Regions from separate parts of the Mus musculus genome. Here regions 1, 2, 3, 5 and 6 are each linked to region 4. A link is a contact called in public Hi-C, HiChIP or PLAC-seq and promoter capture Hi-C data. All regions are on one chromosome and are shown on one strand. Each heading gives the region's core, a stretch centred on a gene start, on an enhancer-like site or on the middle of the called end of the contact. The rest is flanking DNA. Distances are from core to core; before and after follow the strand shown. Region 1 has its middle 13 kb from the start of Gm34050. Region 2 holds the start of Fnbp1l (formin binding protein 1-like). Region 3 has its middle 8.8 kb from the start of Gm43568. Region 4 holds the start of Dnttip2 (deoxynucleotidyltransferase, terminal, interacting protein 2). Region 5 holds the start of Pde5a (phosphodiesterase 5A, cGMP-specific). Region 6 has its middle 24 kb from the start of Gm33987.

Region 1 (2,700 bases), core at 86-2,585, 380 kb before region 4:
TCTTCCTTTATTAGTTTGGAGCAGTCAATTCCTTTCCAGAACTGGACTCTTAAGAATCCTGAGATTGCCTTATTATCCACTTTGTCCCTAAGTCAGCCCTTTGTAGTAGTATCTGCTCTTCTAATCCTATTTAGCATCTTCATTCTGCTTTATAATCACCTCTCCCTGCTCCTCTGCCCCCTTTAAATGACTGAGCTGCACGTGACTTAACCTCCTCTTTCCTTCCTTACTTTAGCGTCTTGATTAATTAAGCCTGAGAGTTTCCTAGATTTCTTCTGACTAAGTAACAAGTTGTAAGAAAAAAAAGAAAACCAAACCAAACCAAACAAACCAAGCAAACACCAGAAACAAAACAAACTCTAAGATTTTCATTTGGGATTCAATCATTTTCTGCATGCCAAAAATCATGTGTAATAAACACATTGGGTTTTTAAAACTTGAAATTCTTCAGGGTTTTGTTGTTGTTGTTTGGGGGTTATTGTTTGTTTGTTTTTGAGACAGGGTTTCTCTGTGTAGCCCTGGCTGTCCTGGAACTCACTCTGTAGACCAGGCTGGCCTCGAACTCAGAAATCCACCTGCCTCTGCCTCCCGAGTGCTGGGATTAAAGGTGTGTGCCATCACTGCCCAGGTCAAATTCTTATTTTTATGAAACAATCTCACTTCCCCTTTCCACTCCACCCTATCATTATCTTTGGTTATAGAATGTGCTATGATCTTAAATAATCTTGATACTCATCACAATAACTTTCAAATGCCTTTACAGTTCTTATCTTGTTTTCCTAATATTTTTATCTAAGGCTAATACCTGCGCTTCTTGTGTAAGTTGGCATAAATATTTTCCCACCCAATCCAACCTTAGATGTGTGGTTTTTTTTTTCCAGGCTGAGCGTGGAGAGGGAAAAATTGAACAATTGCTCTGTTCTCACAATAACTTTGCAGACATTCTGGTATTCATATCAACCATGGAGCAATCAAAGAACGCCGTGAATAAAGCTATCTGCTTCAGAGCGAGACTTTGGGAGATAAAGGGGTTAAAATATGAGCTCCAGAACCCAAGAAAAGCAGCATTTCTCAGGGACTTCTATCGATTCCTCTGGGCCTGGGGGGGTGGGGGGTGGGGGGGGGGCAGGCCTCCTTTGTCGCAGGCCTGTTTCCTCTGATTGTCATTCATTCTGTATTCCTTCCTGCTCCTCTGTCATGGCTAATTGTCACACACACACACACACACACACACACACACACACACACACACACACACACACACACTGCAGGCTTTTAATTTCCTCCTGTTAGAGCCGGAACACTTCCTCAGCAATTTCTGACCCAGCAGGCTGGTTTCATTTCTACTCTCCCTTGGTTTGCCTGCCACCAAAATGGAAGTCCTGTTTCCTCTGTGGCTGCAACCAAACCCAGTCATTCTGGGACAGTCGTGGCGATAGGGAACTATGGCTAGCCTGGGTTCTGTGGTCATTTTAATGGACGTCCAGTTAGACCCACCGGTAAGGTTGGAAGCTGCCAGGGTTCACCATGGTCGCCTCAGCTCATCCTCCCAAACAGCCTTTTGGTTCATTTTATCACACACATATATATCTTCCAAATGAAAATTGTAATTTATTCTATGTAGCACATCCATCCACAAGAGAAATTTTCCAAGTGACATTTTGAGCAAGCCTCTTTTCAGAGAAAAAAAAAGACTGCGCTCCCCCCCCCCACCTCCACCCCCCACCCCCCACCTCCCACCGGGTCCTAAAGCCCAGGGGTAAACTAAAGACCTCCACCACGACTCGCAGACTCACCAATTGCCTTTGCCTTGGATTACAAACTGAAGCTTAATTTCTACAACCACAGCCTCTAAAACAAGCAAACAAGCTCCTTCCATCTATTAGACTGGAAACGGGGGGTTTTATATTAAATATGGAGCATTAGACAATGACACAATGTGGCGCAAACCCACTGATGATATGCGGCTCTCTTCCCGCGTGGCACTGATGCTTCTGTTCGCTTTTAGTGTAGGGTAAAGGGCCTGGAGTGTCTTCTGATGAAGTGGACTGGCCGCTTTTGTTTTAAGGATCTGATTACACCTGACAGAACTGAAACCGGACTCTGGCACAGCTCAGCCAAGCCTTATCTCCCACCAGCCACTCACTGCAGGAATGTCACTGACGGTGTCACCTTTGATTTCCCTTTGTACAATGCTTAGCATGGCAACAACAATTTAAAACAAAAAACAAAAACAAAAAAAAACCACAAAGCAAAAAGTTACTTTTCCCCTTCAAATTAGTTCCAAAATGACTTCTCCTTTCCACTTTTTTTTTTTAAAAATATGGGTCATCGCTATAAGATTTTCTTTTGAGTTTAATCTTGATGTCCCTGGGGAGAGAGTCTCATCGTTCAAGAATAATCTCATTTATTAAAAATCTGCCTAAGACAATGGTTCACATAACCTGGACTGGGGCAGTGATTTTGTGGTATTTGGACCCGGTGTCTACAAAAATATTTGTACACCAGATGCTGAAGTGTTTAGAGCAATCATCCCAAACAAGTTTTAAACGTTCACACACATAAAACACGGTAGGCAGAGAATGAGCATCACCAGTTTTTTTCCCATTGGTGCCGCATGAGTAATGCTTATTACTGGGTAGGAATTGTAAGGCACTGTCAGGTCTGAAAACTGCAAGTAGCGCTGAAAATATTTTCTCC
Region 2 (2,833 bases), core at 83-2,582, 350 kb after region 4:
GGTGACTAGATGAGCTTTTAAGTGTCACTTCTAAAATTCCCAATCTACAGCACGTGGAAAAGGAGAAAACATTCGGCCTCGCGACTAAACGATCTGTTTCGAATCCCAGTGAGCGTACATACTCGAAACTTGTCCCTCCTCTCCCGCTACAGAGATTCCCGGAGATTTTCGCAAACAAAGGCACGGAAAATATGCACAGGTGGGATAAAAAGGGGAGTGGCAGAGGCCAGGCGGCGCTCGCTCGAGACAGCGCCCCCACGCCGCCAATTTTCCCGGCCGCACCTGAGAAATCACTGCCATGCACACCTCCACCCTCAGGTGACGGCGTCCGGAGCGAATTCCTCGACCTATAACCCTCCGCCTGCACCTTGGTCGGACATTGGGTATTGTCTGCAGCCTCCAGCGCCCAGGAAAGGCACGGAAGAAAGAGAGAGAGAGAGAAAAAAGAGAGAGACAGACACACACACACATACACACACGAGAGAGAGAGAGAGAGAAAGAGAGAGAGAGAGAGAGAGAGAGAGAGAGAGAGAGAGGAGAGAGAATAAAGAACGAGAGGGAAATCAAGCGATCGGCAAGCCGCGCGCTCCTTTCGCCAAAATGAGCGTCCCTTCCTCGATCCCACTACCTAATTCGGGTCACAAAAGCAGACCCGCCAGCCCAGAGAGGCTGCAACCGGAGCTGGCCGGCGCGGAGTCGCGGGCGCCCTAGGTCCCGAGCAAGGAGGCAGCAAGAGAGGGAAATGGGCGTGTGGGTTGGGCCTGGCTGGCCCCAGGCCGGGCTGGGAACAAAGCCGCCCGGCTCCCCCTACCTGGAGCTGGGGCGTCGCCCAGGCGCGCGGCGCGGGGATCCGAGCGGCGCCCCTTCGGGACAATGGCTCCCTCCCCCGCCGTCGGGCGCGCGGTACAAAGGCGCGGCGCCCGGCCGGGCACCCGTCCGCAAAGTCAGGCAGAGGCTGGAGAGGGGACGGCAGCGGCCGTCCAGGGCTGCGGCCCGGGCCCCTCGGAGGGAGCCCCAGGCAGCCGCCCCGTCGCCTCCCCGCCCGCAGCCGAGCGGGCTCTCGCGGCACAAAGAGGCGCCGGAGTCCGCGGCGCGCCAAGCCCGGGGCTCCCGCCGACGGCGCGAGCCGCTCTGCTCCCCACACTCACCCACAGCTCGGTGCCCCAGCTCATGGCGGAACCTGAGGCGACTGGCGCCGGCCGGCTGCTCCCGCTGTCCTCTCTCGTCCCGACTTTCCCCTCCTCAGCGTCTGCCTCGAAAGCTGCCGCCACCACCACCGGGTTCCCCAGTGAGTGAGAGAGACACGACTGAAGCGAGCCGCCGCCGCGTCCCCGCCTCCCGGCAGCGGGGAGGGAGGGAGGGAAGGAGGGAGGGAGGGGGCCGGGGCCGAGGGGAGGCGGGACGGCGGGGAGGGGGCGGGCCGCGGTGCACCCTGGGATCGGGGCGGGCCCGCACTCGCGCGCGCGGGGGCCGGCGGGGGTCTCCTCCGAACAGCTCGCCCGGGGCGGGGATCCTCGGACCCTCGGCGGCGTCCGCTCCGGCCTCCGGGCTCAGCAAAAGCCGCACTCAGACTCCCGCTCCAAGATGGAGAGCCAGGGAGGACGCCCACGGTCCCTGCCTTGCTCGGAGACCCCCCCCCTCAAAGGAGGCGACCCCACACGTCAGCGTTCTTTGCGGAGCCCTGACAAAGAAACCACGTCCAGACGTTGGAGCAGAGGGGTGTGTGCGTGTGTTTAGTTAAAAAAAATCTGCCTTCGTAAGGTAACTTCTCCGTCCAGGCTTGGCGCTTCAGCCTGGGATCCCCGGGAACCACAGACCTGTAGAGGTCAAACGTCCAATGTGAATGCAACGTGTCACACGACGTGTCTGGTTTTTGTTTTTGTTTTTAATAAAGCATTTTGATTTTATTGTAAGTTCTTTCGGGAAACCTTTTTTTCTTTTTTTTAAGAGGCAAGCGATCCCGTAATCTTTTGGGGACGTTGCCATGGTAAAAGATAAGACTTGGTGGAAAGCGAACCCGACTGACACCTGCAGGAGGTGAGACGCTGCTGAGCTTGCCTGAATTCTAGGCTCGTGGCTACCTCCAGGGACCGGTCTCTCCCTCCTCACAGCCCTTCAACAACCTGTTCAGAGCCTGAGGCGTCTCTTGCCTCCGATAGGAATCTTGGCTGCAGACGACCTCTTGCTTTTAGCTGTGCTGAGTTATTTCCCAGCCTGCCTCCACTGGCAGTCAGCAAGTTTGGCTGGTGCTACTAGATACCGCGTACAGTCTGCTCACTAACTCCCCAGCATATGCTTTAGTATTAATTGCTTGTCGCTTAAAACACACACATTTTCACTCTAGAACCAGTAGAGTACTCTTCAGTGAGTCATGACAACTGAATGCTTCAAGGTCCCCCCACCAACGGACGTCTTATCAGCCTTGAAACTCCTCCCTACGGGACCGGGACCGGGACCAACACAGGTGTTCCAGCTTCTTCCGCCCCAGCCTTCCTGTTTACCTAGTTCTGCTCCCCATTGAAGTCCAGGCAAATAGCCAGAGCTCTCCAGGCAGTCTAACCACCACTCACCAAATTCTTTGCTATCCTTTTCTGAGGTAGGCTGAGCAAATGAATACTCTCTTCTAATTAGGTTAAGGCCGGTCTTTTTTTTTTTTTTTTTTTTTTTTAATGTTCTTTGAAAGTCGCTGAAGCCAAGTGTGATGACGCACACCTGTAATTTTAGTGCTCCGGAGGGGAGAGGCGTAACTACAGGAGTCAGAGGCTAGCCTGGGTTACAGAGTGTGCAGTGGTTGGAGGGTGGGGGTGGGGTGTTGGTAAGAGAGAATATCTTC
Region 3 (2,702 bases), core at 34-2,533, 360 kb after region 4:
ACCGGCTCCCACAAGTTGTCTTTGGGCTTCCACAGATGTGCCATGGTACACACCTGTCACAATAAATACTAAAATTAAAAGCCAAATTATCTGACTTTAAAACAAGAGGTATCATACCCTAAAATTATTTCTGAACTTTATAACTTAATTTCCTTCAATGTAGGCTAATGTGTTTCCTGTTTCTTGAGAGTCTTGGGTATGGCCTTCCAAATCTGTGTCTATTTTTGAATACGTCAGTACACTGGAATTTCCCAATCTAGATGATAACATCTTCAAGGACTTGAGCCAGGTCAGTCACAAAGGCATATTAATCCCATCTCTGAGGACAGTAATTAGCCCTGCAGTGTAATGTCTAAGACAGCATAATCTACAAACACTTCAAACAAAATAATTTCTTTAAATTCCTCTAAGGAAAATAAAAAGAATTTTAGACTTTCCAGACAGTTCCATACATCTTAGCTTAGAGGTGAAGTTATTCTTTGTGATAACCAGACGGGATCAGAGTTTGACGCTTCAGTTCTCAGTACACAGCTTCTCCTGTTTGCACAACAACTGTGTTCTAGCATTGTGATGGCTTGGGTTCCCTTGTTCTCATGTCTGCCATGTCCCTGTGCTGCAAGTTGGTGACCTGGGTATACCTGATTTTACACCTTCCATGTTCCAGGAGTACTGTGTGCATGCCTGTTTGCATGTTTGCCATGTTCCCTGCATGCCACCACCTGATGGCCTAACCACATCTGCTTGCACATGCTCCGTGTCCCGGTGCTGCCATTTAGTGGGTTGTACATGCTGTTCACACACCGGCCAGGTTCTAGCACGGACACAAGAGTGGTTTAGACTGGCCTGTCTGCACACATGCCATGCCCTGGGACAGCCACAGGACACCGCAAGAATAGACTTTCACACACCTGCCTTGTCCAGGAGTCACCAAGTAATGGGGTCGTCAATCCGGTTCTTTTTTTTTTTTTTTTTTAAGATTTATTTATTTATATGTAAGTACACTGTAGCTGTCTTCAGACACTGCAGAAGAGAGGGAGTCAGATCTCATTATGGATGGTTGTGAGCCACCATGTGGTTGCTGGGATTTGAACTCCGGACCTTCGGAAGAGCAGTCGGGTGCTCTTACCCACTGAGCCATTTCACCCGCCTGTCACTCCGGTTCTTAATTACGCTGTGTCCCCAAACTTCCAATTGTCAACCTAGGGTCACCTGTTGGGACACATACCATTTCCCAGTGCCACCAGGGGTCGTCATGAGTATACTTGTTCCGGAGTCTGCAGTGTTCCAGCAACACCATGTGTTGGCACAGGCACCTTTGTCCACAAGCCTGTCAAGTCTCAGTCCTGTGAAAGTCTGGGCAAGCCCAAACATTCGTGAATCTCACCTACCAGTTCTGCTGTGTTGCAGTGCATTTGACAACCATGTTCTGTTCCAGGACTGCAAAGTAGGGGATCAGGTTCACCTGCAAGTTGCCTCCTAGCACCTCTACGTGGTAGCAAGCTCATCTATTGACACTCTTTCCACGGACCCAGAATCTCCAAGTGATGGCCTGGGCATTCCTGGTCACTTGTTTGTTGTGTTCCAGTGCTGCCACCTGGTGGCCTGTGTTTACCTGTTCACATGTCTGGTGTGTCTCAGTGCTGCCACCTGGTGGTCTGTACATGTTCGTTTACATACTTGGCTATGTCTCAAAACCCGGGCATGCAGGTTTGAATGCCTGCTGTGTTCTAGTGTTGTGTTCCACTAGGCTGTCTGGGCACACCTGTTCACATGCGCTCTGTGTTCTTATGCTGCCATTCGTTTGTATGCATGCTGAGTCCCAGGGCCAACATGTGGGGGCTTTGGTATATCTGTACTAAGACCTACTATATCTTTGTGCCACAACTTGGTGGTGTGGGAATGCCTGGCTGCAAGCCCGCTATGTCCCAGCACTGCCACTTCATAGCCTGCTGTGTTTGCATGTCTGCTGTGTTACTAGGCCACCAGTGTGATGCCCTGGGCAAGCATGTTGCATGACTGCTGTGTCCCATTGCTACAACATGGTGACCTGGGTAGCCTACTTGCCTGCCTGCTGTGTCCTAGGGTCACTAAGGGGTGGTCTAGGCATGCCTGTTGTCACACATGCCATGTCTTAGTATAATGCCTGTTGGGATGCATGCTGTTTCCCCGTGCCACCATGTTGAAGAATTCCTTATGTACACATCTGCCAAGTCCCAGCACCACCCCGTGGCAGAATAGCCACTGGAGTTCAAATGTGTACCACATCCCAGTAGTGTCGTGCCGTGTTCTGGACTCACCTGTTCTCACGGGAGCCAGATCTCAGTGCTGCCCTGCGGTGGCACAGGATCTTGTGTTCACGAGCGGCCATGTTTTAGCGTTGCCACATGGGGGATATGCTCACCTGTTATACTCCAGCTGTGTTCTAGTGCTCCCCAATCTGTGTGTATTCCTGCCCTGTCCCTTCTCTGCCCTGTGATGGCCTAACTATGCCTGTTTGCATGCCTGTTGTGTTTCATTGCTACCATGCAGTGGCCTGGGCAAACCTGTCAAATGCCTGCCAGGACACCGAGCTGCCATGTGGCAGCCCAGGTGTACCTGCTGCATGTTTGCCACGTTTCAGTGGTGCCAGGTCACAGCCTGGGCAGCCCTGTTCATTTGCTATGCCCTGGGGCTGCCAAGTGACTGTAGCAAACATGCCATGT
Region 4 (2,853 bases), core at 196-2,695:
CATAATAAAAATACATGGAAGATCAGTACCTCCCCCAGAAAGAACAAGATAGAAGAACCCTTTAAAGCCTAAACTGAAAAGTAACAGCCCGCACTTGTCATAGGGTTTTTCACTAAGCCCAGCCTGTCAAGAGCTTGAAGATTCTTGTCTTCAAGTTCCACAAATGCGCAGGAACTCGTTTTCTTGTTCTTCACTTTCTTGTTCTCTCACTCCTAAAGATAGGCTGTTTCCTCAGGGCACACAATGGCTGTGTGGAAACCAGAGACCACAGTTCTCCAGGAAAACAAAAACAAAAAAAAACCCTATTTTACTAAGTAAGCATGAGGCTAGTGTTTTAAGACAACATCTAACAATCAAAAGTTGGTTACTACGTATACCTGGCTCCAAGGAGAGCAATTTAATGTAGAAGTAATGTATCCATGGAAAGATAGGTTTTTAGGAAAAATTTTGTGTTAAAAAGTGAAGGAAAACGAACCCCCCCTTTTTTTTTTCTTGCTTCCAACACTAATTCCTTTACCCCCTCCTCGATTCCTTTGTAGCCTTTCAACATATTCTAGTTCTCCATCTTTCATCCAACAAAACAAAAACTAAAACACCTCAGCCAGGTGCTGTGGCCCATGGATCCCAACACTTGGGAGGCAGATGGATATCTGTGAGTTCAGGATCAGGCTGGTCTAAATAGTGAGTTCTAGGGCAGCCAGGGCCATGTAGAGAGATCTTGTCTCAAAACAAAAATCCTAAAACTCTTTTGATTCTGGCTAGTCTCTTACTTCCATTGTAAAAAAACAAAAAACTTTAATCCCCGTCCTTCACAACGTCTTTCACCTTTTTTATTTAAAAAAAAAAAAAAAAAAAAAAAAAAAAAAAAAAAAGGCGTACTTCAAATCCCGAGACATTTTAGTTAAATCCCACAGCTTTCTAATTATTCTCCGAAAACTTGGGTGCATTTAACATACATCCTTGTATCCCAATCAAATATCGGAATCTCATTTATTAAGTTATTAAAATACTGTTTTCTAAAAGGACTAAATAAAGTCTCCTTTGGCTTCCGTAAAGACTTACGCCAAAGATCTCACAATTACTGCACGGGGGTGGGGGGTGAGGGGGATGGAAAGCAGAGTAAATGATGCGACTTCCCATTTTGTGTTAAACGGCGAGGAGGTCCTCCTCGCTGAGGACCGCACAGCGGACGAGCTGGGAACTGGAGGCGGAGCTGCTTTTGCCCCCCCCCCCCCCCAACACACACACCCCACCCCCCCACCCCCCGCTGACCCGCACTAGTCCGATGGCGGAGACCGCTGGCCAGAACTGCAGTGGAGCCGGGGAAGGAACGATTCTCCCGAGCCGCGGTTTCCGCAGGGAAACCTAAGCGAGTTCCTGTTTCGACGCACTTCCGAAGCGTCGGAACAGAGGAAGCCGCGCTGGCTGCCGGGAATCCGGAGTCGGAAAGATGGTGGTCACCAGGTCCGGGCTCTCCCGGACCAGGCTCCAAGAAAGCTCCCAGCAGAAGGTGAGCTGGGTCTCAGGTTCTCCGGGTCTCCTCGCCGCTGAGCAGAGCGGCTCGGCAGGGCGGAGGAGAGCGACGAGGAACCGAGCGGGTCGCGCGTGGTACTGCGCCGGACTGGCTCGGACCTGGGGGTCTTTCAGGGCTCTTACGGGAGTTTCGGTAGCGTGCCCTGCGCAGGCGAGGCCTTTTAAGTTTACTGTTAGGACAGTACCGGGGAAAGTTAATGCCCGCCACCTCGACCAAGCCTGGTTTGGGGGATAGGAGGAGCACCGTTTTCACGTGGAGAGACTGGCATGGCCGAGCACTAACCCCTCCGGCAACTGAAGGGCGGCGGTGGCGTCACTCAGAGCCTCTGGTTGTCTTCTGGTGCTATGCTCTTTAGATTGTGTGGTAAGGGCTATAGAGCAGCCCTTTCCTGTTGTAGAAATCCAGGCAAGTATCGGATTACCTTACACACTCCTAAACACGTGCTCAATTAGTATTCAACTCCCCCCCCTCCCTGCGCTTCTATAAATGATTTAAAATTTACCTCCTCTTTCTTTAAGTAGAGAAAGTTTTTTTAGTTCTGCTTTCTGAAGCCTAGGATGAGGCAAGTAAAAGAAATATCTTATCGTGAGTTTGTCTTCGTTTTGTACCTTCTTGAGTTTTGTTCCTTAGGCCATGCCACCTTTACCCTTGTCCCTGCCCTATCTACACTATATTGTGTTTGTTTTGGTTTTCAGAGGTCTGCTCCTCGGAGAATTGGGACACATCTAGAAAGCACAAAGGAATCGGGATCCGATGGCAGCACAGCTGAATCGCAGCCTGCTGAGAAACAGCACTCACGCAGCAGCAGCAGAACCACAGGCCCAGCGGAGATCATTGTGCTTATTTCTGATGACGAGGCTTCTGAAACGGAGTCCCACACTTCTGGGGTTACTTCTGTGTTAGAGGACCAAGAGCCCATTGTAAGAGTAACTAGGAAACGGCAGATCGTAATTGCTTCCACCTCAAAGTCCACTGTTAGGAAAAGGCAGAAAGTAGCCCCTCAGCATGCATCTGCTGATGAAGTTGTTGTTTCTGAAGCAGAGTCTCATGTTTCAGGGGTTTCTATGGTTGTACCTTCCACAGAGAGAAGCAGCAGAAATAAGGCTAATTCTCAAAGAGATTCAAGCCAAGAATCACAGTCGGGAACTGTATCTGATGCTGAGTTGTCCTGCTCAGGCATTTCATCGTTAGAGATCTTGCCGAGAACAACAGCCAGGAATGTGAAGAAGAAATTACAGTTCCCAGCTGAGAAAAACGATACTAAGATTACACCAGGAAATAAAAAGCAAATTGTGGGTATGTCTGTGTGTTCAGAGGAC
Region 5 (2,797 bases), core at 46-2,545, 450 kb after region 4:
ACCATGTGGTTGCTGGGATTTGAACTCCTGACCTTCGGAAGAGCAGTCGGGTGCTCTTACCCACTGAGCCATCTCACCAGCCCCCGAAGGAAGAACTCTTAACCACTCAGCCAGAATGAAGTGTCAATATGAACTTTGGAGGGAGCGGGCACAAACAGTTAAGGCCCAATTTCTAGCTATTATCCCAGAGTTCAGTTTTAAATCAGGTGACTTCCTGGTAGGAGGAATGTGTAGATATGGGGTGGGGGTGGGGTTCACCAACAAGGGGAAACTCCCTATTCGCTAAGCATATTTAATGTCATAGTAACATATCAGGAGAGAACTGTCATTTTAAAATCTAATATAATTTATCATGTGTTGCTTTGGTCATGGAATTTTATCACAGCAATAAGCAATGTAAGGCAATACTATTTCTGAGGTATCGATGCCAGTTAAATACAAATGAGTTCATTTTAAATCAGGCTAACTGGGTGTTCCCAGTTGTACATGGGTAGCTAGTGTTAGGGTTCGTAAGTCAGCAGAATCGTGTAGAGGTAGTCTTAGCTTCAAAATTCACAGGCCAAGGACAGGTGGTTGTCATTTTTATGTCCTATGTCTAACCGAATCTTGCGCTTCCATAAGGAGGGTCTTTGGTGTATGAATCAATGATTACAACTGATGTTAGCCTTAAGCTCGGATGTGGTTTTGATGGAAGCCACTGTGTCCCGTACCTGCAGGTTTGTCATAGCGGTTTCTTCCTCATGTCTCTCCCTAGCTTGTAGGGTTGGAGTGCTTTCCGGAGTCACTGGGAGGGCTGCTGTGAGGGAGATAGGTTCTGGGTCCTCTCCACCAAGAGTTGCTTAAGGAGAAAAGTGAGGTGGGGCTGTCCCTGTACTACTAAGAACGAAGAAAAACAATCACGTTAACTTTTTCCCACACTTTCTAGTGAAGCTCCTGCCTCTTGCCTTCTGGACTGTAGATGAGTCCTCACTGTGATCTTTCTGTCCTAGAGTTGGTTGGTTGGGAATTGCAAATCCACCCACTGTCACCTTTGCGCATAGAGGGAAGCTGACTCGGCCCACAGCGCACCCCAGCGGCGGTCTGGAGTCCTTCTAGCCTTGGCCACTTGGCTTCCGGAGGGCTCGCCAGTCAGCGCCGAGGCAGATGCAGAAAGCCGGTTTCCGCGGGACCCCAAGGAGGACGCCCGCCACCTGGGAACCTCGGGGACCTGGAGGGGCGGGGCTGAGCGAGCTCCGGGGCCGGCCCGCGTCTCTGTGGCTTCGCTGAGACACTGCAGGGACGAATAAAGGCAAAAGGGGAGGGTCTCGAACACTGTCCTGCTCCTCTGAGAGAGAGAGGTGGAAATCCGGCACCTCCGAGCCGCAGAGACGCGCGGCAAGCACCATGGAACGAGCGGGCCCCAACTCCGTGCGGTCGCAGCAGCAGCGGGACCCGGACTGGGTGGAAGCGTGGCTGGATGATCACCGGGACTTTACCTTCTCTTACTTTATTAGAAAGGCCACCAGGTAAGAAGAGGAGCCACAAAGGACACAGCCAGGGACATGAAGCGTGACCTGAGGCTGATCTCTCTCCCCCACCATTGAATTTTCCCCTCGATCCAACATTAAACAATCCCCGTTCCCAGGCCCTTTGCTTCGGAAGTAGCTTCTCGGTCCCAGTACGGACTGGAGTCCTCTACTTAAAGGGAGCACAGTTGAGAAGCGAGGCGTCGGATTAGAAAGGACTTGCCCACGAAGTTAAAAACAAAAGCGTACACCCGGCCCTGGAGCAAGATTACTCTCCCGGGCCTTCTCCCCTCCCCTCTACTCTCCCGGTTTCCCTCCCAAACCCGCTTAGCAAAAACCAAAACAAGCCAGAGCCCCTTCCCAGCGGCTCCGGAAGCACCACTGCGGGCGCGTCCCTGTGGTCGTGCTCCTCCCCTGCCCGGCTTGCTCTGACCCTGGAGGGGCGGGGAAGCCGGGGGGGTCTGGACCAGGCCACCGGGAAGCCTGGGTGCCGCAGCTTGCCCGGGTCGCCCCCAGTGAGGACTGTCGCCTTTGGTCCCCCAATAGTCCTCTGGTCATCCCTCTTCTGGCTGCGTCGCCGCAAGGAGGATTTTCGCGGAGCTTTGCGGCGCGCACACAAAGGGCGGGAGGGAGGCGGCCCGGGCGGACTCGGGGACCCGGGGACCCGGAGCACCCCAGAGGCCAGTTCTTCCTGGTCTCGAGCCAAACGCCGGGAGGCCGCTGCGGAGGGCGTGGAGAAGGGAGCCTGTCCTTTAGGATCCGACTGCTGCACGGGCAGTCGGGGCTCGCGCAGACTTGAGAGTGGAGCGGAGGGACGAGAGGGTGGAGCGGAGTGCGTGGCGGGCGGGTCCCCCGAAGCTCGAGGAGTCGCCGTGAAGCCCGCGCGCGCGCTTGCCTCCGGCGCGCCGATCTGGGCTGAACTAACCAGCTCTGCTTTGGAGAAGGGGCTGGAGCCCCGCCACCGGCGCCTTGGGGCAACGGCCGTCGAGCAGCTGGTGCTGGCCGCCCGAGCCGGGAGGGCGACTCTCGCCGGGCGGGGATGGTGGACGAGCCGGTGGGGACTCGCCCGAGCGCGGCCGCCACTCGGCCGGGCGCTGCCCGCCAGGGGGCGACGCAACGCGGGGTCCGCAGCCGGCGACCCGCAGCGAAGAGGCGGCGGGGGCAGTAGGGGAGCCGGTCGGGCACTCACGGAACTCCGTCGGCCCCCAGAGTCTCCCGAGTCCACCATCCGAGGAGTTCGCAAACGAGCGCCCCACCTTTGCTATGTTGCCCTTTGGAGACAAAACGAGGTA
Region 6 (2,700 bases), core at 146-2,645, 400 kb before region 4:
GGAAGGAAGAATGGAAGGAGGAGGGAGAGGAAGAGTGAGAGGAGGAGGGAGAGGAGGAGAAGTAAAACAGGGGAGGGGGAGGGGGAAGAGAAATTCACGTTGTATGCCATTCTTTCTAACATTCCTTTAATGGTGCACTTCCAAGGTCCAAACATCTCCCATCCTGTCTTATGCCTGCTGTACATCTGCAACTCAAAATCTGAAAGTTCAGGGTAGGAAGTAAAAATGTATCAGTCCTTTTGGATCCCCTTCATCCTTCCTTTCCCAAAGGCACAAAACCAGTGCTTCCTCCCCAATTCTCCATTAGAGTAAGGAGATGTTGTAGTTCTAAGCCTGATTGGGTGAAACCCACTATGCAGAGTATGGTTAAACAAGTGTCTATTTAGAACACACTTCTCATTCTGAGGCCTGAGGTGACAAGGTTTGAAAGCAGGAGGTTAAGGGAAAAAAAAAGAATATTCTTGATCAATGGAGCACGAAGACTGACCTGCAGTAGGTCAGAGAGCTCCAAGGAAGCTGGGCATCTGCCCACCCTGACTACCTCCATTGAACCTGCAGTGCTGATCGCTCCATCAGGCAGTTCAGAGACATAAGGCAATAGGAACACTATTCCTACAAGTAGGCTCCCTCTTTAATGTTCAATATTCTAGTATTTAAGATTAAAAAAAAACAATTTAGGGAGAGACGGATCCTTGTGGACAGGCAAGAAGATTAATCCATAGTACAGAAGTTATAAGAAGGTTAGAAGAAACTCCTAAGATCTAAGGACAGGGACAATATTAATTATAAGGGTAAGGCTGGAGAGATGGCTCAGCAGTTAAGAACATTGGCTGTTCTTCCAGAGGACCAGAGTTCAATTCCCAGCACTCATATGAAAGCCAACAACCATCTGTAATTCCAGTTCAGAAAAACTGATGCCCTCATCTGGCCTCTGTGGGCATCAAGCACATACCTATTGTACAGATACAACTAAATAATAATAATAATAATAATAATAATAATAATAATAATAATAATATCTCTATGAGGTTTTACCATGAAATAAAGTCCTCAGTGCACTTCTGGAAAAGTCACGGCATTTTGAAGCAAAACCATTATGTGTGATAAATAAACTGTGGTTTTCACCACATTGTCATTTCCACTTCCCAGTAGAGGTGCCTCTAAGAGGAAGGGACGATGCCTAGAATTCTAGCACATAGCAGCAATGACACTATCTGAGGTCCACAGAAGAATGAGAGGCCAAGGAAGACACAATTAATATTGAAAAACAGCTCCTGAAAGACCACTCAGGAACACAAGACAAAATCTTTCCATATCCTGAAAGAGAACTATGACCTCTGGGGAGGAGCTGGTATTTGAACCACAAATGGATCACAGCCAGACACCTCACTCCACCCCAAGCAGGATGGAAGAGGCAATTGCCATATGTGTGTCAAAGATCAAGGCCACATTTTCCAGAGTGTGGTCTTGAGTCAGCACATAGAGGGCACACTGCCAAATCTCTATTACATAAAGCTCACTAAGCTGGGGAAATGTCCCCACAACTGATTAACAAAAGGATACAACTCCAATATGGAAGCAATACTTGTAAGCCAGTAAATAATAATGATAAATGATAACGAAAAAAAAGATAGTTTACCTCCAAGTAGAATATACTAAAGAGGGTCTATGTATAAAGGGGTTGGTTGAACATGTGTGATTTAAGGAAAATGAAAGGTATAATTCAATTATCTGGGGATATGTGTATCTCAGATTACAACTTCTAGCCCTAAAACAACAATTAGAGAAGAGGCTGCAGGGACTCTGATCGGGTTTGGTCAGGAGAGCAATAGACGTCATTCTAAAGAAAACCTGTCATAGGCAGTCAGTTACACAGGGAGTAACTTGGGGCAACAAATACTTTGAACTTTCCTTCCCTCTCTAATCTCTGCCAAACTTTCCCCTGGTTGAACCCTAGTTGGAGCCAAAGGACATGAATGCCAGGTTGTTGAAGCACACAGAGATCACACTGGCAGGGCGAGAGTTAGGTGGAGAAAGGAGTGCCTATGAAATACAATCAGAATGTATGCCAACGCCAGGGAAAAGAACCTGAATGTGTGAATCACAGAGGAGTGGATGCCAATAGGTCTGATGGCCACCAGGACTGACTCCATTTCTTGAGTTCATTAAAGCTGAAATTCTAAATTGAGTCCTGGATTTAAGGACCTGCCTGGGTAAAGGAGACTTGAGTCTACCTGTTCCATTACATGATTATCTGGAGATCTGGGTCAAGTCTTGCTCCCATTGTTACCAAACTTTAGGTCACAGTGTGAATGAACCCCAAGAAGCCAAGTTTGATCACCTGTCCTTGAACAACCAATTAAAACAACCGAGTTAATAGATAAAAGAAGAAAAAGAACTATTCAATGTGGTCACATTGGGGAGAAGGACAAAGAGATGCAATGACCACCTTCCCCTAAAGTCCTGAAGTGAGGTTGGAATTTAATAGAGGGCTGAACTATGCACATCTAAGCAGTCCAAGTAAATGTGTGATCCCGTGCACCACTGACCCACCAATGTCTGGGCTTCAGTCTCACCCCATAAGGTAGTCTAACAAGTTGTAAATCTCTTTCCTAGGAAACAAGTTGCCCCACTCTGGCAGGGATCTTTTTCTTCTCTCAGCATGAAGGTCCTAGGGAATTTCTACTTCTCAGGAGCCAG

What was found. Promoter capture Hi-C pulls out the DNA fragments that hold promoters and counts their contacts. HiChIP or PLAC-seq counts read pairs in DNA pulled down with a chosen protein or histone mark. Hi-C and Micro-C count contacts between places; a contact is called where the count stands out from the background. Capture Hi-C pulls out chosen DNA fragments and counts their contacts.
Region 1: a contact with region 4 is called in a Hi-C map of cardiomyocytes, with 3 times the contacts expected there. The contact joins the enhancer-like site here to the promoter of Dnttip2 in region 4. A contact is called at or near these places in 12 of 39 promoter capture datasets (the 3T3-L1 cell line, 3T3-L1-derived adipocytes, cranial neural crest and 5 more), 3 of 15 datasets of contacts at CTCF or cohesin (the NIH/3T3 cell line and embryonic stem cells), 48 of 484 Hi-C or Micro-C datasets (the BV-2 cell line, the C2C12 cell line, the CH12 cell line and 26 more), 14 of 115 datasets of contacts at active chromatin or transcription factors (bone marrow-derived macrophages, embryonic forebrain, embryonic hindbrain and 7 more) and 3 of 9 other capture datasets (adipose tissue, embryonic stem cells and liver).
Region 2: a contact with region 4 is called in an H3K4me3 HiChIP or PLAC-seq map of embryonic stem cells, with 26 read pairs. The contact joins the promoter of Fnbp1l here to the promoter of Dnttip2 in region 4. A contact is called at or near these places in 14 of 39 promoter capture datasets (the 3T3-L1 cell line, 3T3-L1-derived adipocytes, the C10 cell line and 8 more), 1 of 15 datasets of contacts at CTCF or cohesin (the NIH/3T3 cell line), 3 of 484 Hi-C or Micro-C datasets (all in embryonic stem cells), 27 of 115 datasets of contacts at active chromatin or transcription factors (the 230-238 cell line, the NIH/3T3 cell line, bone marrow-derived macrophages and 15 more) and 4 of 9 other capture datasets (adipose tissue, liver, macrophages and 1 more).
Region 3: a contact with region 4 is called in a CTCF HiChIP or PLAC-seq map of the NIH/3T3 cell line, with 8 read pairs. The contact joins the enhancer-like site here to the promoter of Dnttip2 in region 4. A contact is called at or near these places in 6 of 39 promoter capture datasets (the 3T3-L1 cell line, the C10 cell line, cranial neural crest and 2 more), 3 of 15 datasets of contacts at CTCF or cohesin (the NIH/3T3 cell line, large pre-B cells and pro-B cells), 3 of 484 Hi-C or Micro-C datasets (B cells, bone marrow-derived macrophages and pro-B cells), 9 of 115 datasets of contacts at active chromatin or transcription factors (the 230-238 cell line, bone marrow-derived macrophages, craniofacial prominence and 5 more) and 2 of 9 other capture datasets (adipose tissue and embryonic stem cells).
Region 5: a promoter capture Hi-C map of pancreatic islet shows a contact between it and region 4. The contact joins the promoter of Pde5a here to the promoter of Dnttip2 in region 4. A contact is called at or near these places in 8 of 39 promoter capture datasets (embryonic stem cells, frontonasal cranial neural crest, liver and 4 more), 1 of 484 Hi-C or Micro-C datasets (B cells), 1 of 115 datasets of contacts at active chromatin or transcription factors (large pre-B cells) and 3 of 9 other capture datasets (adipose tissue, embryonic stem cells and pancreatic islet).
Region 6: a promoter capture Hi-C map of cranial neural crest shows a contact between it and region 4. The contact joins the enhancer-like site here to the promoter of Dnttip2 in region 4. A contact is called at or near these places in 7 of 39 promoter capture datasets (the 3T3-L1 cell line, cranial neural crest, embryonic stem cells and 3 more), 3 of 15 datasets of contacts at CTCF or cohesin (the NIH/3T3 cell line and embryonic stem cells), 47 of 484 Hi-C or Micro-C datasets (the BV-2 cell line, the C2C12 cell line, the CH12 cell line and 28 more), 14 of 115 datasets of contacts at active chromatin or transcription factors (embryonic forebrain, embryonic hindbrain, embryonic stem cells and 6 more) and 3 of 9 other capture datasets (adipose tissue, embryonic stem cells and liver).

Annotation. Positions count from the first base shown.
Region 1 is chr3:121,889,471-121,892,170 of GRCm38.p6, forward strand. No RefSeq gene overlaps it. Among named protein-coding and RNA genes, the nearest start is that of Gm34050, 13 kb to the right of the region's middle. Within about 2 kb of position 1,336, at least 38 of the 459 cell types and tissues checked have an H3K27ac peak or open chromatin away from gene starts, as enhancers often do. A contact at or near this core is called in the CH12 cell line, adipose tissue, bone marrow-derived macrophages and 1 more, where this site is marked.
Region 2 is chr3:122,618,382-122,621,214 of GRCm38.p6, forward strand. It overlaps Fnbp1l (formin binding protein 1-like), which reads right to left and starts at 1,333. Exons shown (of 14, transcript NM_153118.3): 1 at 1,149-1,333. The coding sequence starts at 1,172.
Region 3 is chr3:122,637,223-122,639,924 of GRCm38.p6, forward strand. No RefSeq gene overlaps it. Among named protein-coding and RNA genes, the nearest start is that of Gm43568, 8.8 kb to the left of the region's middle. Within about 2 kb of position 1,284, at least 31 of the 459 cell types and tissues checked have an H3K27ac peak or open chromatin away from gene starts, as enhancers often do. A contact at or near this core is called in the NIH/3T3 cell line and bone marrow-derived macrophages, where this site is marked.
Region 4 is chr3:122,272,969-122,275,821 of GRCm38.p6, forward strand. It overlaps Dnttip2 (deoxynucleotidyltransferase, terminal, interacting protein 2), which reads left to right and starts at 1,446. Exons shown (of 7, transcript NM_153806.1): 1 at 1,446-1,510; 2 at 2,230-2,853. The coding sequence starts at 1,451.
Region 5 is chr3:122,727,863-122,730,659 of GRCm38.p6, forward strand. It overlaps Pde5a (phosphodiesterase 5A, cGMP-specific), which reads left to right and starts at 1,296. Exons shown (of 21, transcript NM_153422.2): 1 at 1,296-1,505. The coding sequence starts at 1,384.
Region 6 is chr3:121,873,351-121,876,050 of GRCm38.p6, forward strand. No RefSeq gene overlaps it. Among named protein-coding and RNA genes, the nearest start is that of Gm33987, 24 kb to the left of the region's middle. Within about 2 kb of position 1,396, at least 36 of the 459 cell types and tissues checked have an H3K27ac peak or open chromatin away from gene starts, as enhancers often do. A contact at or near this core is called in liver and pancreatic cancer cells, where this site is marked.